Linked DNA regions of Zea mays: region 1 is linked to region 2. The links are chromatin contacts, called in public Hi-C maps. All regions are on one chromosome and are shown on one strand. Each heading gives the region's core, a stretch centred on a gene start, on an enhancer-like site or on the middle of the called end of the contact. The rest is flanking DNA. Distances are from core to core; before and after follow the strand shown. Region 1 holds the start of LOC100284101. Region 2 holds the start of LOC100284331 (mitochondrial import inner membrane translocase subunit Tim17 family protein).

Region 1 (6,454 bases), core at 581-3,080, 540 kb after region 2:
TCACTGCACACCTAAAATTTTACGTGTTTCCACACTGTTGGAGAACACGTCCATTTTAAATCAAAGTGGCCTTGAACATGGTAGTCCACTAACAACGGGAGGATTATATTCAAATGGAGCAACTACTAACATGAATGGGTGGACATCAACATTTCAATAAGAAGTATGGATACTGACTATTTGACATGACTTACTCTTCATGCCTAATTTATCACCTTGAAAGCTTAGGATGTACATGATAATTGGCAAAGATGTCATGCTGTAACTGGTGGTGATAATAAAATTAATGTGATGCATATACCAGCAAATTGATATTACAATGGGAATACCTGGCAGCGATGGCGAGGTCGTTGGGCTTCCACGGCTGCAAATCGGCACTGCTTCTGCTACACGGAGCTCGCGACCGATATCCCGTCGACTGGTGGCTCACGATCTTCCGCGCCGCTGCTAGTATGGGGACCTGGCGGCGATGATTGAACAAGATCTTCCGCGCAGCTGCAAGGGGCTCACGATCGCACGGGTGTTAATAAAATTAAGGTGGATGCATATACCAGCAAATTGATGATACAATGGGAATACCTGGCAGCGATGGCGAGGTCGTTGGGCTTCCACGACAGCAAATCGGCACTGCTTCTGCTACGCGGAGCTCGCGACCGATATCCCGTCGGCTGGTGGCTCACGATCTTCCGCGCCGCTGCAAGGGGCTCACGATCGCACGAGGATTTTGGTTGCGGGGCGGGGCGAGACGGATGGGGACGACGTCGGGATGTGATGGAGATGAGCTCTTTGACGGCACAGATGGCGGGTATATCACTGCAATCCATGGCGTGAGAGTTAAGGAGGTGGTAGTTGACGGGGAGAACGGCGTGGGGATCGCGGTCGGAGCGGGATTTGTTTGTTCGCGGCTTGAAGATGAGGATTCGGGGCGCCATGGGAATGCGCGGATATCGGATGAGTCGCGCAGTGCGGGGGAATCGGCGGGGGCGGCTGCGCGATGCGGGCTCGGCTGCGCGCGGCTGCGGGGGCGGGTCGTCTGCGGGGGCTGCTGCGCGGACTCTGCTGCGCGCTGCGCGGGGGCGGGTCGTCTGTGGGGGCTCGTCTGCGCGGGATCGGCTGCGCGATGCGGGCTCGGCTGCGCGCGGCTGCGGGGGCGGGTCGTCTGCGGGGGCTCGTCTGCGCGGGCTCGGCTGCGCGATGCGGGCTCGGCTGCGCGCGGCTGCGGGGGCGGCTCGTCTGCGGGGGCTGCTGCGGGGGCGGGTCGGCTGCGGGAGCTCGTCTGCGCGGGCTCGGCTGCGGGGGCTGCTGCGCGGGCTCGGCTGCGCGTGGGCGGTGCGGGGTCGGATGCGCGCTGCGCGGGAGCGGCTGCGCGCTGCGGGTCGGCTGCGCGTGGGCGGGGTCGTATGCGCGCTGGGCGTCTGCGCGGGGATGGAAATGGACGGTGGTGATTTGGTGGACGTAAATGGACGGTTGGGATATAGGTGGGGGCATGGTTGTGCATGGTCTACACTACCGTCTTAAGAATTAGTAGAGATAAAATATATCATAGTTATATCGTGATATATTTTAAACAATGGTATTATAAACTATAATTTTAACAAACAAAGTTACCAAACAATCCCTTGTCACAAAAACAGAAAAACCCCGCGCCTCTCGCGTCACCCACGCACGCACCCATCCCCATCACGGCCGTCCAGCCTCCGCTCTCCCGTGTTTCATGCCACGGCCCACGGCCCACGGCTCCTGAAGCACTCTTGGCCGCACGTGCCACTGCCCCAACCCGCCGCCGCGCCCGTACCCTTATTTAACCCCGCCGCTGCAGCAGCCGCCATCAACCTTTCCCTCTCCTCTCTGTTTCATCTCGCCAGCTTTGCGGGAAAAGAGACACCAGGGACAAGCCCCGCCTCCTCTCCCGAGTCCTGACGTGCCCCTTTTGCTCCGGCCCCACTTCCTCGCAAAACCCTAACCCCTCGATCTCCCAAGATGGCGTCGCAGCCGCCGCCCCCTGCCGCAGCCGCGGCATCTGGAGCTCCGCCGCCGGCACAAGTGGTAAGCTCACCGTCCCCCGATCCGGCCGCCGCCGGGGCCGACCTCGCCCGCTGGATCCGCGCTGACTCGATTCGTGCACCGTGCTTGGCCGCGGCCCTCCTCTTGTTATGTGCAGGTGGGCAACGCCTTCGTGCATCAGTACTACAACATCTTGCACCAGTCGCCGGAGCTCGTCTACCGCTTCTACCAGGAGGCCAGCTGCCTCGGGCGCCCCGCCGGCACCGGTGCCGACGGCATGGACACGGTCACCACCATGGACGTAAGTTCCTCGCCCACGCGCGTCTCTTACTCCCCCGCGGACCAGATCTGGTCGCCCCAGGCCTAATTCTCACCGCAATGGAGTGGTTTTGGGGTGGCGTGTGCCTCTGATTGCGTGTATGCGCGTCTGATTCTGCAGGCGATTAACGACAAGATCGTGTCCATGGGTATCGACCGGGCGGAGATCAAGGCGGTGGACGCGCAGGAATCGCTCTGTGGCGGCGTCAGCGTGCTCGTCATGGGTCATCTTACGGGGAGGAACAGCGTCAGCCGCCAGTTCGTGCAGTCCTTCTTCCTCGCGCCGCAGGAGAAGGGCTACTTTGTGCTCAACGACATACTGCGCTACGTTGGGGAGGGGGGAGGGGACGAGGGGGCTGAGAAGCAGCCAGCACCTGAGGTTGCTGCGGACGCGGAGACGACCACCTCTGCCCCTATCCTGGCCAACGGCACTGTCGGAGGAGACGCCACGACTGTTCCTCAGGGTGCGTAGCAGTGTAACATCTTTCAAACTGTTTTGTTGCTGTGATCATGTGTTTGAACCGATTTCTTTCTTTGTCTGTTTGTAGATGCTTCGCCGCAGCCTGAGTGCCAGGTGGCCGAGCCTGCACTTAATCCAAAGGAGGAAGTTCTGAACGGGGAGGTTTGTAACTCGCTAAGTGATGTGGAGAAGCCTGTTGCTGAGGAAACGCCGGTTCCTGATGTCATAAATGAAGTGCCAAATAATGTTGCAGTGGCTCCACCAATTTCATCCCCTCCTGTACCATTGAAGGAGGCACCAAAGAAGTCATATGCTTCAATTGTAAGTTTTCAAAAACCATTCATTTTCTTGTATCATGCTCAACATCATGGAATAAAATCAGTACCATAAGTTGTGCATGCATTTGGTTAACTAGATATGTGCCATTATAATTTTACCTTTTTTGAAACACACCATTACTATTGAAGAAAATATGCCTCTGCTGATGGAATTCTAAATATATTTGAGATATGCCAATATTTACGCCTGGATATGACTTGGTCCTAATGTCAGGCATATGGAGGGGTGCCATATATCCGTATGGACAAGATTACCCCTTCTTATCTCTTGCACTCACTGACATGTGGGGCCCACTCTCCAGCCTTCCTCATAGTCTCCCTCCTTCTCTACCTTTTGTGCTAAAATGCCTTGGGTGGGCTTGGGAAATGCAACTCCCACCTCGCCCGCGCCGCTGCAGCCATGGTTTCTTGCCTCCACTGCCATGGTGGACAATGGAGCTTGAGTGCTGCAGGCCTAGTCCTTCATCTTTGTGGGAGAGGAATCTGTGGCCAAGAACCTCAAGTGCACGATCCCGTGCTCCTACTTGATGAGGCTATGGGTGTGGCTGATCGCGTTGCTGGAGGCCGAGGAGGACAGGGAGACACATGACGTGATACAGGCACAGTGCTGCATGTGTGCGCAGCTGGGGAAGAACTGGATCTCATGCACGGTGCTTAAGGGATCTTCATTTGTCATTACCTTGTCTCTGTTGACGCTGGTCGTGACTACCGCTGCTTTCTCCGCCTTCATTGATGCGGTTGCCTGTTGGCAGCAGGCCCCCACTTGCGCTTGGCGTGTGCCTATGATCGGAAATGGAAAAGGTATATAGAGGGAGGGTGAATATGAATGAGAAGAGGATGGAGCAATCTTACCCATAGAAATGTATGGTACCTCTCCATAGCCTGGCAGTGGGCCCAAGATGTTTCTAGCCGTACATAATGGTGTATCTCAAACATATGTAGAGTTTTAATGGCAGGGATATAGTTTCTTGAATAGAAATGATGTGTTTCAAAAACAGTAAAATTATAATGGCACAAATCTAATAAGCCCTTACAATATTATCTGGCCGTACGAGGCAAAAATTTCAATCCTTTTTGGGATTTCTTGTTATATTTTGTAACATTATAGTGAATCTGTGTTAGGAAAGAGGAGATTTTGCCATATTCCCAACGTTGTCTGTAATCTGAAGCTTAAATGTTGTGAAGTCTCTAATTCTTAGTGTCAACACTGCATTAAGTGATCTGTTGAACAATTACTGGCACACCATATGATAAATCTTCTAAAGTAACTCTTTGGTTTGGAACATGAATAAACGTTTGTTATTTTCATGTTAATTCTCGCGGCCCTATTGTTTTACTTATAATGGGGTTGCCTTCTGGTGAAGAAATTTTTAGGCTTTCTTGTTTTGTGATGTTAGTTGTGACTTGTCACCTGTGTAGCATTAAGATGACATTTTTTTGTTATGCTCCAGGTAAAAGTCATGAAAGAACATCGGCCATTAGCACCTGCAGTTCCTTCCAGACCTGCACCCCCAATAACAGAGAAGCAAGCCTCTCCTGCCCCCACTCCAGTTACTGAGGCTCCAGCTTTCTCCCCTAATCCTCAGAGCGGCGGCTTTCAAGATCCAGAAGGTATCATCTAAACCCAAAATTGGAGCTAAAACTTTGACTTCAGTTGGCATCATCTGATGATCTGCTTTACAACCATCTTCAAAGTTGATGCACATGCCATATATGTGCGAAGTCTGCCATTAAATGCCACACCACAACAATTAGAGGAAGAGTTCAAGAGATTTGGAACCATTAAACATGAAGGCATCCAAGTTAGAAGCAACAAGGTGCATGCTTTTCTTCACATTTTTCTAAAAAAACTAAGAGCCTTCAGTGAGTCTAACTCTCTAATTTGTCTTTGCGTTTCTGTTGAATCAACACAGATCCAAGGGTTTTGCTATGGCTTTGTAGAATTTGAGGATGCCAGTGCAGTTCAAGCTGCAATAGAGGTATTAATCTTACATTTTACTCAGGTTGTTCTATGATATAAGGTATAGGTAGTTAATCTAATTTTATGAATGCCCTGTTCTCATGTCAGTTTGTTTTTAATGACTGTTGGGTCGTTCCATAAGGTTTGTGTAACTAGTGAGTTTAGTTCTCTTGGAGTAATTATGTATTGCTTAAGTAGTGTACCAGTAGATAATTTAGCTGGTATATTGGTGTATTTGTGGGTTTAGTTTCTGCAAGTCATTAATCAATCTTTTGCAGAAAACACAAAAAAAACAGTTTTTCTTCAAGCTACTTTTATAATTACATGTATTTATGATACCTCTGCTAATTGTTTGTGCACTGTGCTGGATGATAGCACTTCTTTCTGAATTATAGTTTCTGTGGCAAGTTCTTGTTTAGTAGTATCACAGAAGATTAGACTGACATGCTTCACATGGATTGGATCACATCAAACATCCTCAAAGAACATTCTGTATCAAACTATAGTGCGATTCAGACATTCTATCGTTTTGTTTATTCTCTTGGTCATAGCCTTAGCCCATGACTTTGTACTGACCCTTGTCTGCTGTATTGGCATGGAGATGCTGTTGGAACACCACCAGGCACCAGTGAACTAATTCGTTTTGCTTTCTTGTTACCCTCCAGTGCTTTGTCTAGTTACCAACTGATATATTCTTAAATTTGAAGTCTAGCTATATTTTTTTCCCTGCCTGGATATCTTACTCCTCTACCATATCATAGAGCCTCACCCACACACTACCCCACTATGTTTTGATTGTTTCCTTGATTTCTTCTGCTCAGCGGTGTGGTTTTGGGTCTGGTCATCTGGTATGGTACCATGATGTTCTAGGGGTTGTGTAACTCATTTTTGAACATGAATGCGATTTCCTTTCTAGTGGCGTATCTTCTACAACTACTACAATTCCTGCCTACTTGAACAATAGGCTTATGGGCTTATTATAAATTGATAATTCTTTATGTGATAATAACTCTTGATTGCAGGCTTCTCCTGTTACTATTGGTGAGCGGCAATGCTTTGTCGAAGAGAAAAGGACTACTGGTTCTCGTGGCAAGTCCATAAAATCCCTTGACTTTATTTTGTACCCACAATAATAGTTACTGCTTTTGGAATGCCAGTTTGTTTGTTTTGGATATGTATTTGTTTCTGTGTTATTAGGAAGGCAACAATAGTGGTAAATAAAAGCATGGCTGTGACAGGTTGCATTTTAGGATGCAGGTGAACACTGTAAAGTGTTACTTTTAGTTCATGTTAGCATGGTGGTACTTAGAAAATCATGGGACAGAAGTGTTAATTTATTTTTTTCGGTTGTCTATCGAAAAGTGTCTCATTTCT
Region 2 (7,121 bases), core at 2,858-5,357:
TAAAGCATTTGCTCCCAAAAACTCTAAAATAAGAAACATTAGGCTTTTTACCAGTGAGGAGTTTATATGATGTTTTCTTGAGGATTCGGTGAAGGTAGAGCCGGTTGATGGAGTAGCAGGCGGTGTTAATCACCTCTGCCCAAAACCGATCCGGTGTCTTGTACTCATCAAGCATGGTCCTTGCCATGTCCAATAGAGTTCTATTCTTCCTCTCCACTATACCATTTTGTTGAGGTGTGTATGGAGAAGAGAACTCATGTTTGATGCCCTCCTCCTCAAGAAATCCTTCAATTTGAGAGTTCTTGAACTCTGTTTCATTATTGCTTCTAATCTTCTTGATTCTCAATCTAAACTCATTTTGAGCCCGTCTCAAGAATCTCTTTAAGGTCTCTTGGGTTTGAGACTTTTCCTGCAAAAGAACACCCAAGTGAAGCGAGAATAGTCATCCACAATCACAAGACAATACTTACTCTCGCCGATGCTTATATAAGCGATCGGACCGAATAGATCCATATGGAGTAGTTCAAGTGGCCTGTCGGTCATCATGACATTCTTGTGTGGATGATGAGCTCCAACTTGCTTCCCTTCTTGACATGCGCTACAAATCCTGTCTTTCTCAAAATGAACATTTGTTAGTCCTAAAATGTGCTCTCCCTTTAGAAGCTTGTGAAGATTCTTCATCCCAACATGGGCAAGTCGGCGATGCCAGAGCCAGCCCATATTGGTCTTAGCAATTAAGCAAATGTCTAGCGCAGCATTGTTATCATTAAAGTCAACTAAATATAGCTAACCATCTAACACGCCCCTAGTCTGGACGGTCCACCCCTGCACATCAACGGCTGAAATCGCAACGGTCAGCAATAACGACTATAGAACATTTAATGTGTCGTCAGATGTCAGATAAAGCAGTCACAGACGGTCCGGTCGTGCACCCCGCACGGTCCACGAGGACGCAAAAAATGAATTTTACCGAACCTGTCACCTTCGGGTTTTTCAACGATCGGACGGTCCGCGCCTAAGGCCGGACGGTCTGCGCTTGGTCTTGGATGGTGCTTGCTTCTCCATCGGACAGTCCATAGTGTTAACTTGTGTTTTTGCAGTGTTCCCATCTAAGGCTCACCCTGGTGTCGCGGACGGTCCGCCGCAAGGGCCCGAACGGTATTCCGGATAGTCGACTTAGAATAGTTGTAGATGAACTTATGCACCTGAGAAATGATCAACTAGGCAAACTAGTTAGTCCATAAGGTTTGTGATGGTTGACAAACACCAAAATCGATTATAAGAAATGTTTAAGTCCATTTCCCTTTCAAGAAGCATGTGTCCTAGTCAGTGGACGTCCCCTGAGAAAACACGACAATTAGAGCGGTCTCTACCAATAATAAATCCGATGAGAACAACTTTGACCAGACAAAGAGCACATTAGGTAGATCTACTGTTAATGCCACGTCGCCCATGGGATGAGAGGAGCGGAGCTAGCGTCGGAGCAGAAGACGAGTGAGCTAGGAGACGGGCTCCCGGTCCCTTTTGGCGCCGAGGAGGTTCATAGTTGGCTGGACTCGATGCAACTTTTATCACCTAGTGAACATCCTTATCCGGAGGCGAGCGCCCTAATCCTCCTCGCCGGTGGCGGTGCAACGACAGAAGAAGCAGGGTGGAGGTTGTTGCGAAATGGACGAGGTTTGTTGCTAGGGCGACAATTGTTGCGAACGCTGTTGTGCAAACAAATAGGATAGGGATGGAATATGATCTGGTACCGCGAGTTGATTTTGAAGAAATACAAGGGGTTCTTTGTAAAAAGATGACGCGAGACGACCATTGAAACTAATGCTTTAATATAGTAGAGATTTCAAACCGAGCCATTTTATTCTATCACGAAGGAGTCCAAAATCAGGCCAATCCAGCCGAAACGAACGAGCCCTTATCCAATCTGATCACGCAACCCAATTTAATTCACCCTCGAGCCAAACACATGGGATTGCTTGGGAAGTCGGGTTCATGGTGCATTTGGCTTGTTTGGTTTGAAGAGTGAGAAACCTACCTGGCCCAGGCAGCAATTCCAGACGTCCGATTTTAGATGTGTAGGACTATGAATTGAGTTAGGGGTGAAAACGGACGGATACGGACGGATAGTAGCTCATCCTGTATCCTACCCTAATGTATTTAAAACGGATTCGGGATCGGATACGGATAGTTAGAAACGAGACGGATACAGATACAGGTACCGGATATTTATCCGGGTTTCTTCCTGTATTTCGTCTTTTATTATGTTAGATGAAGGGGAAAAATGGGAACTCAAAGATATCGAAGAGTAAAAAAAAGGATGGAAGAAAAGAGTGATTGGTTGAAAAGAAAGAGAAATAGAATAATGAGAAGGTACAAATATTATTTGGTCGGATATCGGATACTTGTCGGATATTACATTAGTTGGTTATCATAAAATATTCTTGTTCGGCCACGAAATTGCAAGTAAATTATCAAGGCTAATAAACATTTTATAAGAAGATAATCTCAAGTTCCCACATAAAAATGGTAAAGTGAAGTATTGATTATGTTGAAACTTGGATACTTAGAGTGATTTCATGTAACTCACGCAATAAGTGGAAATAAAATAGAAGAAATGTCTACATAAAATCATCAAAATATAATTAAATTCATAAAATACACTAGTTCGATCCAAAATTGCAAAAATGTTAAGTGAAGTATTGATTATGTTGAAACTTTGATACATGAAGTGATTTTACGTGTAACTCACGCAATAAGTAGGAGTGGAATGGAAGAAACACTAGCATCTTGTGGATTTTATAGTCCAAATGTTTTTGAGAACTATATGTGGATATGTGTTGTGTCTCCGTAAAAATTTATGAATTGTTTGGGCTATTTTTGTATTATTATTATTTTCTATAGAAAATCATCAAAATGCACTTAAATTCATAAAATATTCTAGTTTCACTCAAAAATTGCAAATAAGTTACAAAAACTAATAAATATTCTATACGAAGATAACTCAAGTCCTCACATGAAAATGATAAAGTAAAATACTGATTATGTTGAAACTTTGGATACTTAGAGCAGTTTCACATGTAGCTCATACAAAAAAGTTAAAGTGAAATGGAAGAAACAAGTGATTCTTATAGATCTTATGATCCAAACATTTTTATGGTTATATATGAACATATGGTGTGCCTTCGTAAAATTTTTAAAAATTTGAGGCTATTTGGTGTATTATTAATTTCTTGTTGTAGGAAATCATCAAAATACAATTAAATTCATAAAAATATTGTAGCGTCGACGGAAAATTGAAAAAAGTTACCAATACTAATAAATAGTCTATAAAAAAAATAACCTTCAGTTCTCACATGGAGATAACCTTGAGTCCCCACATGAAAATGATAAAGCCTATTAATTTGATATAAATTTGAACACTATTTCAATGATTTTGACCTAAAGATGTGTTTAAACAAAAATGTGATGTACTACAAAGTTATAGATCTCTCCGAGCTCATAAATTTTCATATAAACTTTATTTTCATCTGATTTCATATGTAAAAGTTATGATTTTATAACTATATTATTATGCAGAAAAAGAAAAAATGGGTACCCGTATCCGACCCGAATATCTGGGTATTTACCGGGTAGTATTGGCTCCGTATCCGACCCGAATACGAAGCTGCACTATCCGGGTATTAACCGTATCCGTTCCGAATATAAAAATATCCGTATCCGTATCCGAAAAACGGGTATTTACACTATCCGTATCCGGTACCCGGCGGGTATACCCGACTCGTTTTCATGGCTTGTTTCACTAATCTTGGATTGGAGTGGATTGAGGTAATATAAGGTGTATTGAAGTGTAATATGAACTAATTTCTGTTTCAAACCCTAAAATACACTTCAATTCACTTCAATCATTTTTTTACCCAAACAAGGCCTAAATTGAGTTGACTGACCAGCGCTCAGGCGATAACCAAACAAACCCGTCTCTATGCCGACAGGCCTCCTTGCCTAGCCCATGAGCCATGGCCCATCGCAGTTCACAAATCAGCGGGCCGAATCACGCAAGTTCGTAGCCCGAATTTCCAACACCCAAGCCGTGCTCCGTCGACCGTCACCTCGAGTCAAAAACCGCCGCCGGCGTCACGAGGATGGCTGCTCCTACCGATGAGGCTGCCGGCTCAGGGACGCCGGGATCTACCGATTCGTTCCTCGCCGACTGGAGGGAACGGATCATTCTGCCGGCCGTCGCGGCTGGTGAGTCGTCTCCATTCCCGTCCTCGTTTACGTTTCTCGGGTCAGGTCCTGCGCTGGGCAGGCGTTCCTCGTTTAAGTTTTGTCGATTCGGTTGCTGTGCAGGTGTGCTTGGAGCCGCGTTCGGGCTGCTGTCGCGGCACCGGGCGCGCCTTGGCGCCGCCCGCGCCGCTGTCACCTACGCCGCGAACCTCGCCATCGTTGCTGGATGCTACGGAGGTGAGGTCTCTGTTCCATGAACATCCCATTGATGGGTTGCAAAGTTTGGCTTTGGGATGAACGGAGACTGGTTCTGCCGTTCTAAATTAGGCTTTACACACTGTGGGTAGAATTTCGTCTTATAATTTGATGATTCCTGGTGTGGGTGAGGTTTTGCTGTTGTACTTCATTTTTTCTGTTACATAAATTTTGCTTGCTAAAGTTATGATCGGATTGAATGTATCAACTGGCATTTACAGGCTTGCTGGCTGCTGGACGTATTTCTGGGTACTATGGCATAGCTAGATTTGTGAAAGTTAAATTGGTTGGTGTTCGTTTACTCAAAATGACCAAAGAAGTCATGCAATTGCTGGTGACTTGTTTTTCAGGCATAGCTAGATCTATGAGGTAGTTATTGTTTTTCAGGATTGCTACTATTAGAGTATTTCTCTGCCCACATGATACCTGATTTTTTTCTCTTTCCCATTACGGTGAGATCCATCCCTCGAGACCACCCCCACAAGACCAAGATTCTCAATGTCGACTAGGGTTTGGAATTTGGAGATTGGGGGTGGGGGGTTAAGGGTGGAAGATATCTAGTTTTAGAAGGTGCCCGTAGAATTTGGCTTGTTTGGTGTCAAGACAGTGGGGATACTAACATGGGTGGCGGAGTACGGACGGTAAGAAGCATTGAGATGTTGGAAACCCACTTCGACATGTTACCATGGTGACAAGGAGTAGTGGGAGCCATTAGAGATGATGTGAGGAGGGTGGGGCTGGGTCGACCACGTGCTGCTCAAGAGATGGTGGTGTGGAATTTAGGAGTGGGCAATCAGTTTGAACCGAGAATTCGGTTTAGTTTATTTGGTTTCCATAAACTTCGGGGTGGGGGGGGTTAAGGGTGGAAGATATTTGGATTTAGAAGGATGCTCATCGAATTTTGTTGGTTTGGTGTCGAGACAGTGGGGATACTAACATGGGTGGCAGAGTACAGAGGGTAAGAAGCATTGATATGTTGAAAACTCACTTCGACATGTTACCATGGTGACAAGGAGCAGTAGGAGCCATCAGAGATGATGGGAGGAGGGTGGGGTTAGGTTGACGACGTGCTGCTCAAGAGATGGTGGTGTGGAATTTTGGAGTGGGCAATCAATTTAAACCAAGAATTCGGTTTGGTTTGTTTGTTTTTATAAACTTCAGTTTCTAGAAATCAAGAGCCAATCAGTTAGACGCAAAAAAACACAAAATTGACGAATTCGGTGTTAGTTTCTTCGGTTCATTTGTCAGTTCAATTGAATAGTTTTGTCTCGCGCATCGCCTCAATCGTGCTCGTGCAGATGCCTAGATGCGCCGTCGTGGTCGTGCCCACATTGCCTCACGTCAGCTCCGCTATCCGGTTGTGTAGATGCGCCACTGTCTACAGAGATGCTGCCATGTGGGGACTCAAGTATGCCAGACGTTGTAGGGCTAGGGATGTACGATGGGCGGCTGAGCGTGTGGCACAGGCAGAGGCCGAGCGCAGCAACACGCTGGAAGCAACCTATCTGGTTGGATAGGTTAGGTAACCGCTAGGAGGGAAGTTAGGAAAGATAAGGATTAGTGTTAGCTTAGATCCTAAAGTATAGGGTTGATCAGTTGGGGCCATGGGCCATATATATCCATGTAAGCCGCAATTTGAAAGTTAAGAAAGATATTAGCCCTGATCTCCTATCTCCCTGTCTTCACTAAGCCTGCGACTGAGGAATACCTCGCCGAAGAAGACGGACGGCGGCTACGAATTACGTAGCCGCGGTCCAGCTACCCGAGGGTACATAGCCCTTGACAACCTGGTATCGCGATCCCGGCGATCCTCATCTCCACCACCAGCCGCCACTTTCCCACCACCAGCCGCTGCCCAATCTCCATCCTCCACCACCAGCAACGACGTTATTCCACCACCAGTAGCCGCACATTCTCCATAATCCACCGCCAACAACATGGGTGACGACATCAAGACCACCTTGGAGACGCTCGCGGTCAAAATGCAGGCCCTAGAGACCGCCGTCCAGGCCAACGCCGCAGCGATCCAGGCTCTCGCCGCTGATCGCTCAGCGTCGTCCTCCAACGGACCCCGCCTGAGAACCGGCGAACACTACAACGACCGGCCGCCTCGGTTCCAGAAGATGGACTTCCCCCGTTACGACGGCAAGTCTGACCCCTCCTCTTCATAAGTCGTTGTGAGTCGTACTTTTATCAACAACGGATTATGGAGGAGGAGGTGTGGATGGCGAGCTACAATTTGGAGGAGGGCGCGCAGATGTAGTTCATCCAAGTCCAGGCGAACGAGGGAACTCCGTCCTGGCGCCGTTTCAAGGAACTGCTACACCTGCGCTATGGGCCGCCGCTCCGATCCGCCCCGCTGGCCGAATTGGCGGAATGCCGGCACACGGGCACGGTCACCGAATATCAGGACCGGTTCCATGCGCTCCTCCCACGTGCCGGTCCCCTCGCAGAAGAGTAGCAGGTCCAGCTGTTCAAGGGAGGTCTCCAGCCACCACTCATCATTTATGTCCCAGCTGATACTTATGTGATCTAAGGATAAGAGCTATGAGATCTCTTCTAATCCCTATCCAACTAACCAGAGATAATCTCTCCTTTTTATTAGCTAACCCTTATCTAATCTATCCTGGCCGCATATG

What was found. Hi-C and Micro-C count contacts between places; a contact is called where the count stands out from the background.
Region 1: a Hi-C map of ear shows a contact between it and region 2, with 2.5 times the contacts expected there. The contact joins the promoter of LOC100284101 here to the promoter of LOC100284331 in region 2. A contact is called at or near these places in 2 of 25 Hi-C or Micro-C datasets (ear and tassel).

What each region holds. Positions count from the first base shown.
Region 1 is chr2:80,421,249-80,427,702 of Zm-B73-REFERENCE-NAM-5.0, forward strand. LOC100284101 reads left to right here and starts at 1,831. Exons shown (of 9, transcript NM_001156999.2): 1 at 1,831-2,046; 2 at 2,162-2,305; 3 at 2,444-2,786; 4 at 2,871-3,103; 5 at 4,572-4,731; 6 at 4,816-4,937; 7 at 5,034-5,099; 8 at 6,103-6,169. The coding sequence starts at 1,981.
Region 2 is chr2:79,882,628-79,889,748 of Zm-B73-REFERENCE-NAM-5.0, forward strand. LOC100284331 (mitochondrial import inner membrane translocase subunit Tim17 family protein) reads left to right here and starts at 4,108. Exons shown (of 4, transcript NM_001157226.2): 1 at 4,108-4,248; 2 at 4,351-4,464. The coding sequence starts at 4,143.